Regions from separate parts of the Mus musculus genome. Here regions 2 and 3 are each linked to region 1. A link is a contact called in public HiChIP or PLAC-seq and promoter capture Hi-C data. All regions are on one chromosome and are shown on one strand. Each heading gives the region's core, a stretch centred on a gene start, on an enhancer-like site or on the middle of the called end of the contact. The rest is flanking DNA. Distances are from core to core; before and after follow the strand shown. Region 1 overlaps 1700024I08Rik (RIKEN cDNA 1700024I08 gene). Region 2 has its middle 17 kb from the start of Gm30950. Region 3 overlaps Ercc6l2 (excision repair cross-complementing rodent repair deficiency, complementation group 6 like 2).

What was found. HiChIP or PLAC-seq counts read pairs in DNA pulled down with a chosen protein or histone mark. Capture Hi-C pulls out chosen DNA fragments and counts their contacts.
Region 2: a contact with region 1 is called in an H3K27ac HiChIP or PLAC-seq map of embryonic stem cells, with 6 read pairs. The contact joins two enhancer-like sites. A contact is called at or near these places in 2 of 484 Hi-C or Micro-C datasets (the G1E-ER4 cell line and cardiomyocytes) and 2 of 115 datasets of contacts at active chromatin or transcription factors (astrocytes and embryonic stem cells).
Region 3: a contact with region 1 is called in a promoter capture Hi-C map of adipose tissue, with 1.9 times the contacts expected there. The contact joins two enhancer-like sites. A contact is called at or near these places in 4 of 484 Hi-C or Micro-C datasets (adipose-derived mesenchymal stem cells, epidermal suprabasal cells, group 2 innate lymphoid cells and 1 more) and 1 of 9 other capture datasets (adipose tissue).

Annotation. Positions count from the first base shown.
Region 1 is chr13:63,717,983-63,721,187 of GRCm38.p6, reverse strand. The region is part of intron 4 of 1700024I08Rik (RIKEN cDNA 1700024I08 gene); the gene reads left to right. Among named protein-coding and RNA genes, the nearest start is that of 1700024I08Rik, 15 kb to the left of the region's middle. Within about 2 kb of position 1,472, at least 59 of the 459 cell types and tissues checked have an H3K27ac peak or open chromatin away from gene starts, as enhancers often do. A contact at or near this core is called in the G1E-ER4 cell line, adipose tissue, embryonic stem cells and 1 more, where this site is marked.
Region 2 is chr13:63,943,221-63,946,425 of GRCm38.p6, reverse strand. It overlaps the pseudogene Gm7695. Among named protein-coding and RNA genes, the nearest start is that of Gm30950, 17 kb to the right of the region's middle. Within about 2 kb of position 1,660, at least 16 of the 459 cell types and tissues checked have an H3K27ac peak or open chromatin away from gene starts, as enhancers often do. A contact at or near this core is called in the G1E-ER4 cell line and embryonic stem cells, where this site is marked.
Region 3 is chr13:63,899,683-63,902,887 of GRCm38.p6, reverse strand. It overlaps Ercc6l2 (excision repair cross-complementing rodent repair deficiency, complementation group 6 like 2), which reads right to left. Exons shown (of 19, transcript NM_001013608.3): 19 at 2,586-3,205. Gm46423 (a long non-coding RNA gene) reads left to right here. Exons shown (of 3, transcript XR_001780983.2): 2 at 1,705-1,837; 3 at 2,067-2,129. Among named protein-coding and RNA genes, the nearest start is that of Gm46423, 5.4 kb to the left of the region's middle. Within about 2 kb of position 1,592, at least 108 of the 459 cell types and tissues checked have an H3K27ac peak or open chromatin away from gene starts, as enhancers often do. A contact at or near this core is called in adipose tissue and uterus, where this site is marked.

The DNA of each region.
Region 1 (3,205 bases), core at 223-2,722:
TGGATGTCTGGAACAAACCCTGATAACATTTACTCTTCCACACCCTGTTAGCCTTCTGCTGTGGCCTCAAATGGTTCTCCAGCCAGTCACAGACTCCCAGGGCCCAGCTGTGGGCCACACTTCATATAGTAGCTCCCCAGGTAGGGCGTAGGTACACAACTTACTAAGTTGTATGCAGACCCCAGCCAGGTCACAGAGAACCTAAGGTCCAGAACTGGGCCTGGGCACTCTGATCATGTTTTCTACGTTAGCAGCCACCAGTTCAGTAGTATCCACTACTTGACATCTTGAAGAATTCTGGTCATATCCAGTCTGGGACGATAAAGGCAGAACAGCTGGCTCTGCTTCACTACAGCTCTCAAATGAAAGAACCAGGTGTCACTTCTATTATTCAAATGCCTTGTCTCTACCCAGCACCCCTTTCCATTGTTCAAGATCCTCTTTGGCCTCTGAATTTCACAGTTGCCAACCCTAGTTAATATGGCTGCCTTAGTTTTTCCTTACTGAAACAGATGCATCAGAGGATCAAAACTTAGAGCAAAACGGGTTGTTTGGGCTTCCAGTCTGTGGTAGCTTCCTCTGTGCCTGTGGGAGCACCTCATGGCCAGGAGCACTGCTTATCCCACTGGAGAGACAAAGGCGTAGGTAGCCCCTTCAACCAGCACACTACAGTGACCTGATTTCATCCCACTAGACCCTACTTCTTAAGGTCTGCACCTCCCACAGATGGGGGAGGAGGGGAGAGGCATTTAACACATGGGCCTTTGGAGACCACAGCAAAGCTGACTGCTTTGCAGCCATGTTGACTTCTGGAAAGCACCTTGTGGAATGAATGTTCTTCCCAAGTCACGGTCTGCAGTTGCCTGACTGTCAGTATCAGTTTAGATGACATCTCACCATCCTTTCCATCTCTTGAGGGGGGATCTAAAATCTACACCAATGACTGGAGTTTCTACAAAGCTCGCTCCTGTTTAGCTCAGTGCTGAGTACAGTCAATCCCCTTTAGTTCCAAACTGAGATCAGAGATTCCCAAGACATATGGCATGAAATCCTTTAGGGAGCTTTGACTTTTCCTTTCTCCTTCAGAGTTATAAAGACAGGGCTGATGCCCGGGAAGGCTAACACTCTCCAAGCAGCCCATAGTATCCACAGTAGGGTGGAGATCATAGTCCCAGCCCTTCAGCAGACAGGGCTGGCCACAAGCAGCCATCTGGACATCCTGTAACCCGAAACACATACTTTCAAGAGGGGTGCAAATGACAGTCCAGCAACACAAATAATTTGCCCCCAAATGTTTATCAGCTCCCTGCCACGGCCACTTCCATTTATAGCTTATAAATGGTTATTAACTGGCTCCTTCACATCTGATAAGCAGCCCCAGAACAGGTGGCCAGAAGGGTGGGTGATTAGAGGCCTCCTGGGAGGCGTTGTGCGCTTGCCTGTGGGTGGTCTTCCTGCCTGAGGCCAATGCCCACATGAGAAGCCATCGAAAGCCTCCAATTTGCAAGATAGCAGTCTGTTGTCTGCTTGTGTATAGCTCTGTCCAAGTTACAGCTGGCTTTGCTTTCTGACCAGCAAATACTGCCAAGAAGGGTTGAAAGTTCAGCATTCAACCCCCCCCCCTCCAAAACGCATTCCCTTCCCCTTTTAGTCACAGTCAAACAGTCCGCCCAGCTCTTGCTTCAAGGGTTCTTTAGAAGGGCTTAAGTAGATCTCTATGCAAACCCAAGCCAGGGTACAGCAGACAGAGATGGCTCCCAGCCAGAAGCAGAGAGGTACCATCAAGGATTTGGTTCTCTGCTGAAATAAGCCTTGCAGGTCCCCACAAACCTGACTTTCTCAAACAGAGACATCAGCTCCCAGGAAGGAGAGATGTTAGGCCAGGATTTCTGAGCCTCAGAGTTGTGGACATTGCAGGAGCCATGCCTTGAATCTGAGGATGTTGAATACAGCCCTGCCCTTTGTCCTAGACACCAGTGGCAGCCAATCTTTATTAACCATGAAAGTTGCCTCCTGATACTATTGGGGGCAAAACTATTCAGTTAAGAACACTCTGTTAAAAGGTGTCTAAGAAGTATAAATGAACTTAAAAGGTTATGTCCTGAGTTCCCTTAGCAGGCTGTAGAGAGTTCTTGATGCTGGGGCACTGTGTAAAAACAGTGTAGAGCAGACCTCAGGAAGTGTCTATTAACGACCAGGAACATTCTGACAAAGTTATTGCTCTTGAAAATAGGAAGTTACCCAGTGTGTTGGGTCATGTCTGATTCCAGCATTTGGAGCCTGAGGGAGGAAAAACACCATCCACTAGAGGCCAGATAACGGCTAAATAGTGATTTCCAGGGTAGCCTATGCTACAGACCAGAGAGAATAGGCAGGTAAAACAAAAACAAAAACAAAAACAAAAACCTAGCTCCCTATTCCTTATGATAAAATTTGGAGGAGAGCAGGGTTCATCGATGTAGCTCAGTGGGTCAAAGGAGCTTGCCACAAGCCTAGCCTAGTGGTATACTTCTTTAATGCCAGCACTTGGGAGACAGAAGCAGATGGATCTCTGTAGAGTTCCAGGTCAGCCTGGTCTACATAGCAAGTTCTAGTCCAGCCAGAGTCACACAGTGAGACTGGAGGGAGGGGGTGGGGTGGGGGGGAGTGGCCAGTGCTGGTGGGGGGTAATTGCCTCCAATCATGATAATCTGTGTTCAAGCCCAGGGACCCACATGGTGGAAGAAGAGAACAAGTTCTCACAAGTTGTCTTCTGAGCGCCACACAGGTGTCATGCCTTCATGTACATAGAGAACACACAAGTACATGCAATATAATCAACACTGTTTAAGAGTGTCCATTGGGAATGGCCAGGGATGATCTCAGTCAACTGGCTGCACTCTCAGGTCAGAGTTGCTTAGGGAAATGCCTCAGAGAGTCATGAATTAGTTTTATTTCTCTTCTCTCCCTCTCTCCCTCTTTTTCTCTCCCTGTCCCCTTTCTTCCTCTATTCCCACCACCTCTGTTCTCACTATGCCGCACACACTGGCCTTGAACTGGTGATAACACTCCACTCAGCCTCCTGAGTACTGGGGTTTCAAGTGGGAGCTCCACACTCAGCTCTAGAGTAATAGTTTTAAAACCTTGGAAGTATGAACAATGGCCTTGAATTTAACACAAGTGCAAACAACAAATATAATTCTTACATTTTACGTGAAATCTTCAA
Region 2 (3,205 bases), core at 411-2,910, 230 kb before region 1:
AGAGCTGCAGATCAACCTGAAGAACTACGACCCTCAGAAGGACAAACGTTTCTCGGGCACCGTCAGGCTTAAGTCCACCCCTCACCCCAAGTTCTCCGTGTGCATTCTGGGGGACCAGCAGCACTGTGATGAAGCCAAGGCCGTGGATATCCCCCACATGGACATCGAGGCGCTCAAGAAGCTTAACAAGAACAAGAAGTTGGTCAAGAAGCTGGCCAAGAAGTACGATGCCTTTTTGGCCTCCGAATCTCTGATCAAGCAGATCCGGGCCCAGGCTTAAACAAGGCTGGCAAGTTCCCCTCCCTGCTGACACCCAATGAAAACATGGCGGCCAAAGTGGATGAGGTGAAATCGACAATCAAGTTCCAGATGAAGAAGGTATTGTGTCTGGCCGTCGCTGTCGGCCACGTGAAGATGACCGATGATGAGCTGGTCCACAACATTCATCTGGCTGTCAATTTCTTGGTGTCCTTGCTCAAGAAAAACTGGCAAAACGTCTGGGCTTTGTACATTAAGAGCACCATGGGCAAGCCCCAGCGTCTGTATTAGGACGCTCCAATAAACCTCAGTGCTGCCACTCAAAAAAAAAAAAAAAAAAAAAAAAAAACCAAACCAAAACAAAACAAACAAAACAAAAAAAACAACCTACCAGAACGGAGGAAGCTTTTTAGTCAGTAGTTTGATCTCTCCATGTCCTGTGACCAATGTTTGTGGTGTCTTCGGCAATAGGCTATTATCATCCAGTTCTGGTGGGCAAGCAAGAGCAGTAGTAATAGTATTGCGCTACAGGTCCCCAGGGCATCCTGACCAACAACTCAATGGGGGAAGGTGTCGCATACCTACCACTGAGATTTGTATTTGGCAACCCATGACTTCTTGGAGAAGCATTATCCCCCATATAGGATAACTCCAATTAAACTCACATATATATGAAGTTTGTAAAATATTAGGTTTTCATATGGCTTTTCAAACATCCTTAACGTTAGCTGTCATCTGCCTTATTCACTGAGGCAAGCTCTTTCAGCAAATCCAGACTCACTAGCCAGCTCAGGGCTGCACACTCACGTAGCATTTCCATGGTTTCTAACATCCAAATTCTGGTCCTTAGGCTTATACAGTAAGTACTTTAACCTCTGAGCCCAGTCTCCAGCCCCCAACCTTCTACATACTTCATGAAGAACTAGGAGAGAGGAGCTGAAAATATCCAAACATGAAGAAGTAATAAGAGACGAGAGAGCTGGCTGTCTGATGGGACACAATACACTTTATATCCACACACACGGAAGCACTGTGCCGTACCCCGTAAATGCACACGGTCATTGTACTGGGTTACAATAAACATGCCATCAGAAAAGAAAATCTGTCACCTAAGCTAGTTCCCAATGCTTGTTGGAGCCTGTGATATAGAGATCTGTGTATTTGTCAAACCCCTGAAGAAACGGAAATTTTGGCCTCCGAAGGTTCCAAGGCAGTGACCTTGTTATTGTTCCTAGGGTAAGCTATTTTAATATTTCTCAGTATGTCAGCACCGAGTGCTTCCTCCTAATCCCACGTGTAAAATCTATCTGAAAAGGCCGCATAGAAACCAGAAGAACACTGCAACAAAAGAACCCAGCGACAAGGGGACGTTTACATAGTCTCTTGAATAGCTGAGTTCCAGGGGGCCACAGCAGCAAATGCAACAATTCATGTGCAACCAATCCTGAAATGTTCCTTGCAGGAGGTGAGTTTTGAGTCACATTTTAAAGGCAGTGAAAGCCATTGACTGAAGCCAGGAAACTGGGAGGAAATGATTTCTCCAAAACCACGAATCTTAAAGCAAGACAGACTCAACATTTTCCTTCTGCCCTGAGGGAATAAATTATCCGAGACAGATGAGGGGCAGGGAGGAGGGTGTGAGATCAGGTAGGGAGAAGTGGGTGGAGAGTTGCTCAAGGAAGCAGCCTGGGTTGTGTTCTGAGGCAGTACTGATGGGAGAGGTTAGTCTCTGAGCAGCCATGAGGAACCAGGGCCATAGTCATGGAAGACTGACTGACAGGCTGCCGAAAGTCGGAGTCTCTTAGATGAGCAGAGACGGCGGCTGGGATGGTTGAGGGAGAGAGTAGGGCAACTGGGAGAGACAGTGAACCACATGGGATGCACATGGGGAGCAGTGCTAAGGGATCCTTCCAGATCTACTAAGGTCAAATACCGTGATGTCGGCAAGCTAGCTCAGGGAGCAAAGGAAATGCCTGCTGCCAAGCCCGAGGACCTGAGTTCTATCCCCTGGGCCCTTGTGGTAGAAGGAGAGAACTGATCTCCACATGTGTGCCTTGGTGCATCACACACACATACCTCGCACACACACCCCCACACACACCCCTCCCGCACACACACAAGCACTGCACATGCATGCACTCCACATGCAAGTAGAGAATTGGCTTGTAGTATTCAGTTATAATACATGCAAAAAAATTTTTTTAAACTATCCTCATTCCCATTTCATTGGCCAGAACAAATCAAATAGCTATGCCCATCTTGAGATGTGCCAAGGGAGAGCGATGGGCCCCATTTTGGCCCTGGTTTGGGCCTTGAGGACAAACCCCGAGCCTGTCTCAAGTTCTGAGACCCGTCTGTCACTTCCTTATTGGAGTGACTCAGCAAGACCTGTTTGACCCTGCCTCTGCCTGGCCGTTGCTGATGTAGAGCTTTCCCGTCACCCTTCCCTGCCTCCTATGTCATCTTTACCCACCAAAATCCCCTCTCCCTATGTTCCGATTTTATATAAGTGAGAAACTGATGCCATAAAGTTGAGTTCCTGCTTCAACAAGACTCCCGGCTCAGCTCAGTGTGTTTCTTTTGGGCTGTTTACTCTCCATTTAGCTCAGCCCCAGAGAGACCCTGGTGGGATTGGTACCTCTCTCCTCTCCTCTGGACCTGCCAGCCTTGCCAGCAGGAGAGGGAACCAGAGACTTAGTAAACATATCAAAGCATGCTATACCCAGGAGTGCTGCATACACAGCTGCTTGGGGTCTTCTGTAGGGCCCTGGTATTTGCAGGCTGTAGATCCTACACAACGCTTGTGTGTAATCACAGACTTCATACTTCTGAGACACTTTCTGGACCTCTCTTTTCACTTCAGTTTCTTAAGACAAACTTCAAAATCTTGATCTCAACACTTGTAATGACCAGTTTAATGGTCAACTTTGCATAGCATAGAACTGTC
Region 3 (3,205 bases), core at 343-2,842, 180 kb before region 1:
GGGACAGAAGAGTGTCTCCATCAGTCATGAGGTATCTCCTAGGCATTGTTAGTCAAGAATAATGTAATGACCTGGGCTTCTAGTGTTCAGAAGCCAAATGTGGGGGACTGTGCTAGTTTGATTTAATAGCCTGGTCTACTTACTAACTAGAACCTGGTGCTTCTGGGAGATTCTCAGGTAGAAGAGAAACAGTCCGAGCAGCTATTGCCAATACAGGGCTGTGTGGCCTCTCTGCCTAAGTTTCTTCCTCAATAAAACAGATAACACCTGCCCGGGAGAGGTCTAGGGCAGATTAAATGTGAAAAGCACTTGAAATGTTAAACAAACGACTAAGTAAATGCTCAATAAATGTGAACTGATGTAGTTATTCCCCAGCCCAATCCCCTTTACCCTCCCTAACAGAGGAAATGAGAGGTTTACTACAGCGGAGGTCCCTATGTTTCAACAGGCTTTGGGGATGCAGTGTGGAAAATGGATTAGAGAGGGAGGAGGCCGAAGCCTGGGAACCCAGGGAGAAGTCTGCAGGCATCCAGATGGGAGGTGGAGGGACAGAAACTCAGGCTCTTGGCAGTGGGATTCAGGAACTATTTCAGAGACATTTTCTCCAGGACGTGATAACAGGTTGGGAATGGAGGCTTGGCAGAAGGCTCTGGCTTTGAGGGAAGCTTGAAGGTGGGAGGGCAGTGAAGGCAACCGCAGGGCCTGTCCTAGAGGGTGTGTGGCCAAGGACTGGAGGCCCAGCCAGCAGGTCCAACAAGCGCAAGGGCAAGACGTGCACCGGCTTGGGGGAGTGCGTCTGGACGTGGGGGGCCGCTTCCCGGGGCAGCTGGCCGGGGAATCTTAGGTGGAGTTCGCCAAGGTGCTAAGTCGGATTTCCTCCTGGGCCAGCCTGCTGTGTGTTTGTGAGGCTTGCCTGGCTGCGTCCCCGCGGCCCTCGCTAACACGGAGCCTGGAACCGGCCAGGAGTTCCACCCTGCCAGTTTCCCACTTCCTTCCTAGCTCTGCTTTGCAGCTCTGTCTAGGTGCTTGCGGGAAGGGGGGAGCCTTCGTCTGGCAGCTTCCCAAGACTGCGCGTTGGGGATCAGTTGAAAGTGATTTAGACAGCAGAAACCGGCGCCTCTGGCCTCCAGGATTCAGAACATTTAAGCCTGGGGTGCACTCGCCCAGTCAACTGTGCCAAGCTGTGCCCCGTGGGGGTCCCCACCTGCTCCTGCCTATTGACTGTCCATATACTCGCTTGGTCTCTTGACTGACACCGCACTAGGTGACCATCCCCACTCTCCTGCCAGGATACTATAGGGACTCCACAGGATCGCTGACATACGGCGTCCCCTTGCTTTAGGGCTTCAGTTCTTTAAGCTCCTGCACTACCAAAGCTGGACCACCCACGGCGTCACGCTGTGAGGGATGCGGGAAGCCGCCTGGCTTTCGGCTGGTGGCAGATAACGCGCCCCCCACTGGCTTGAGCTCAGGAGTTTTCCGTCGCTACTGCCAAAGCATAATTCCATTAGCCATTCTTCTCTTTTAGGGTAGATGCTCTGTCCTGCCAAGTGGGAGGGAGAGCAGCGCTAGGCTTTGTGGCCCCTTTCCGGGAGTTGCCAGCCACCGGAAGTACAGAGAAGTCCTCATTTGGGGCTCACAGTATCTGCAGTTTGTCCGCAGGGTACGGCCAAGCTCATTTGGCGGTGGTCCATCTTGTTGCAGGCAGAAAAGGAAAAGCCCAGGAGTTGCACCTTGCCTACCCTCGGATGGTCAGCTGCCTACTGAGTGTCAAACCTATCTCTGGACTGATTCTGACTTACTCCGCAACCCGGGTGTACCCCCAAATACACAAGAGGTTAATCTGTCAACAGTTCTTAGTTTGGCTAATCCAAAGCCTGCTCCCCTACTAAAAGGGCCCCTTCATGCTCCCCGGGGAGTGGTGTGGGACTAGAGGCCTCCAAAGACTGGAGAAGCCCTCGGGAGCCCATTTCTTCTGGTTTCCATCAGTGGGAGTGCTTTACTGGGGGGCGGGGCACTGATTTCTGCCCATGCAAACACAGCTCTCCCTCCCCTATATGCTCCAGCTGCCAAGTGTGAGTGACCATGGCCGGCCCTGGGACACAGATTCAAGTTACCTCAAATGCTGTGTTCCAACATGGTAAGAGGTTCATGAGTTTCTTGTAGTAACAGAATAAAGTAATAAAGTATTCCTGTGTGTGTGTGTGTGTGTGTGTGAGAGAGAGAGAGAGAGAGAGAGAGAGAGAGAGACAGAGACAGAGAGAGACAGACCTGGAGAGCCTGCTGTTTTCTGAATAGATAGTTCCTATATGGTCCTGTGAGCTCAGCTGAATGTGGGCAGGTACTAGCCTGACACTTCAATGTGCCAGTCTCAATGCCAGGAGCTATACAACATGAAACTTTACAGATAGGACCTCCTTGCCTTTACATATAGCTGTCACTTAACACACTGTCACCTACACTGCTGCTCTTACCACTGTCACCTACATAGCCGTACCTATCACAGACCAGAGAAGCTGGGAAAGGGGTACTAAATGAATAAATCAGAGTGTGTAAACCATATATATTAAATTCGATGAAAGAGGTTTCAATTAAAATCAAATGTTTATTCATTTCCTTTTACTTAAGAAATACAAAGTTAGGCTATAAATCTATTTATATTTACTAAATCATAGTAATGTGAAAAGTTAAGGCATCGGAATCCTGGGCAAAGATAAAAATCCCATTTCTTTAGACCACAGCACACAAACTCTGAGTGATTATAAAAATTAGCATTTTTAACATAATGCCATACATTGAGTCCTAATTGTTGAGTCTTCATTATAACTTTTATCTAAAATAATTTAATAGTAATAGAACATAATTCCAAGGAAGAAGGAAAACAGTAAGTTCCCAATGCCAATGAGGAGAGGGCAGTGGCTGCCACTTGACTTTGGGGCATTCTGGAGTTTAAAAGTGGAAGGCTGTGTGTCGGTTATCTTTCAGATAATGAATGGGCAAGTCACTCACGTAAGGCCACGGACTCACACAGGAGGGAAGATGCCAGTTAATAATAGTTATATTATGACACGTTACAATATGATACAATTACATTTGTTCTGAAGACCAAATCTGGGGCAGGAGATGTAGCTCAGTTGCCCAGAGTGCTTGCATAAAGTCCTGGGCTTGACCTCCAGTACTACATAAACTACATACATGAGCGTTA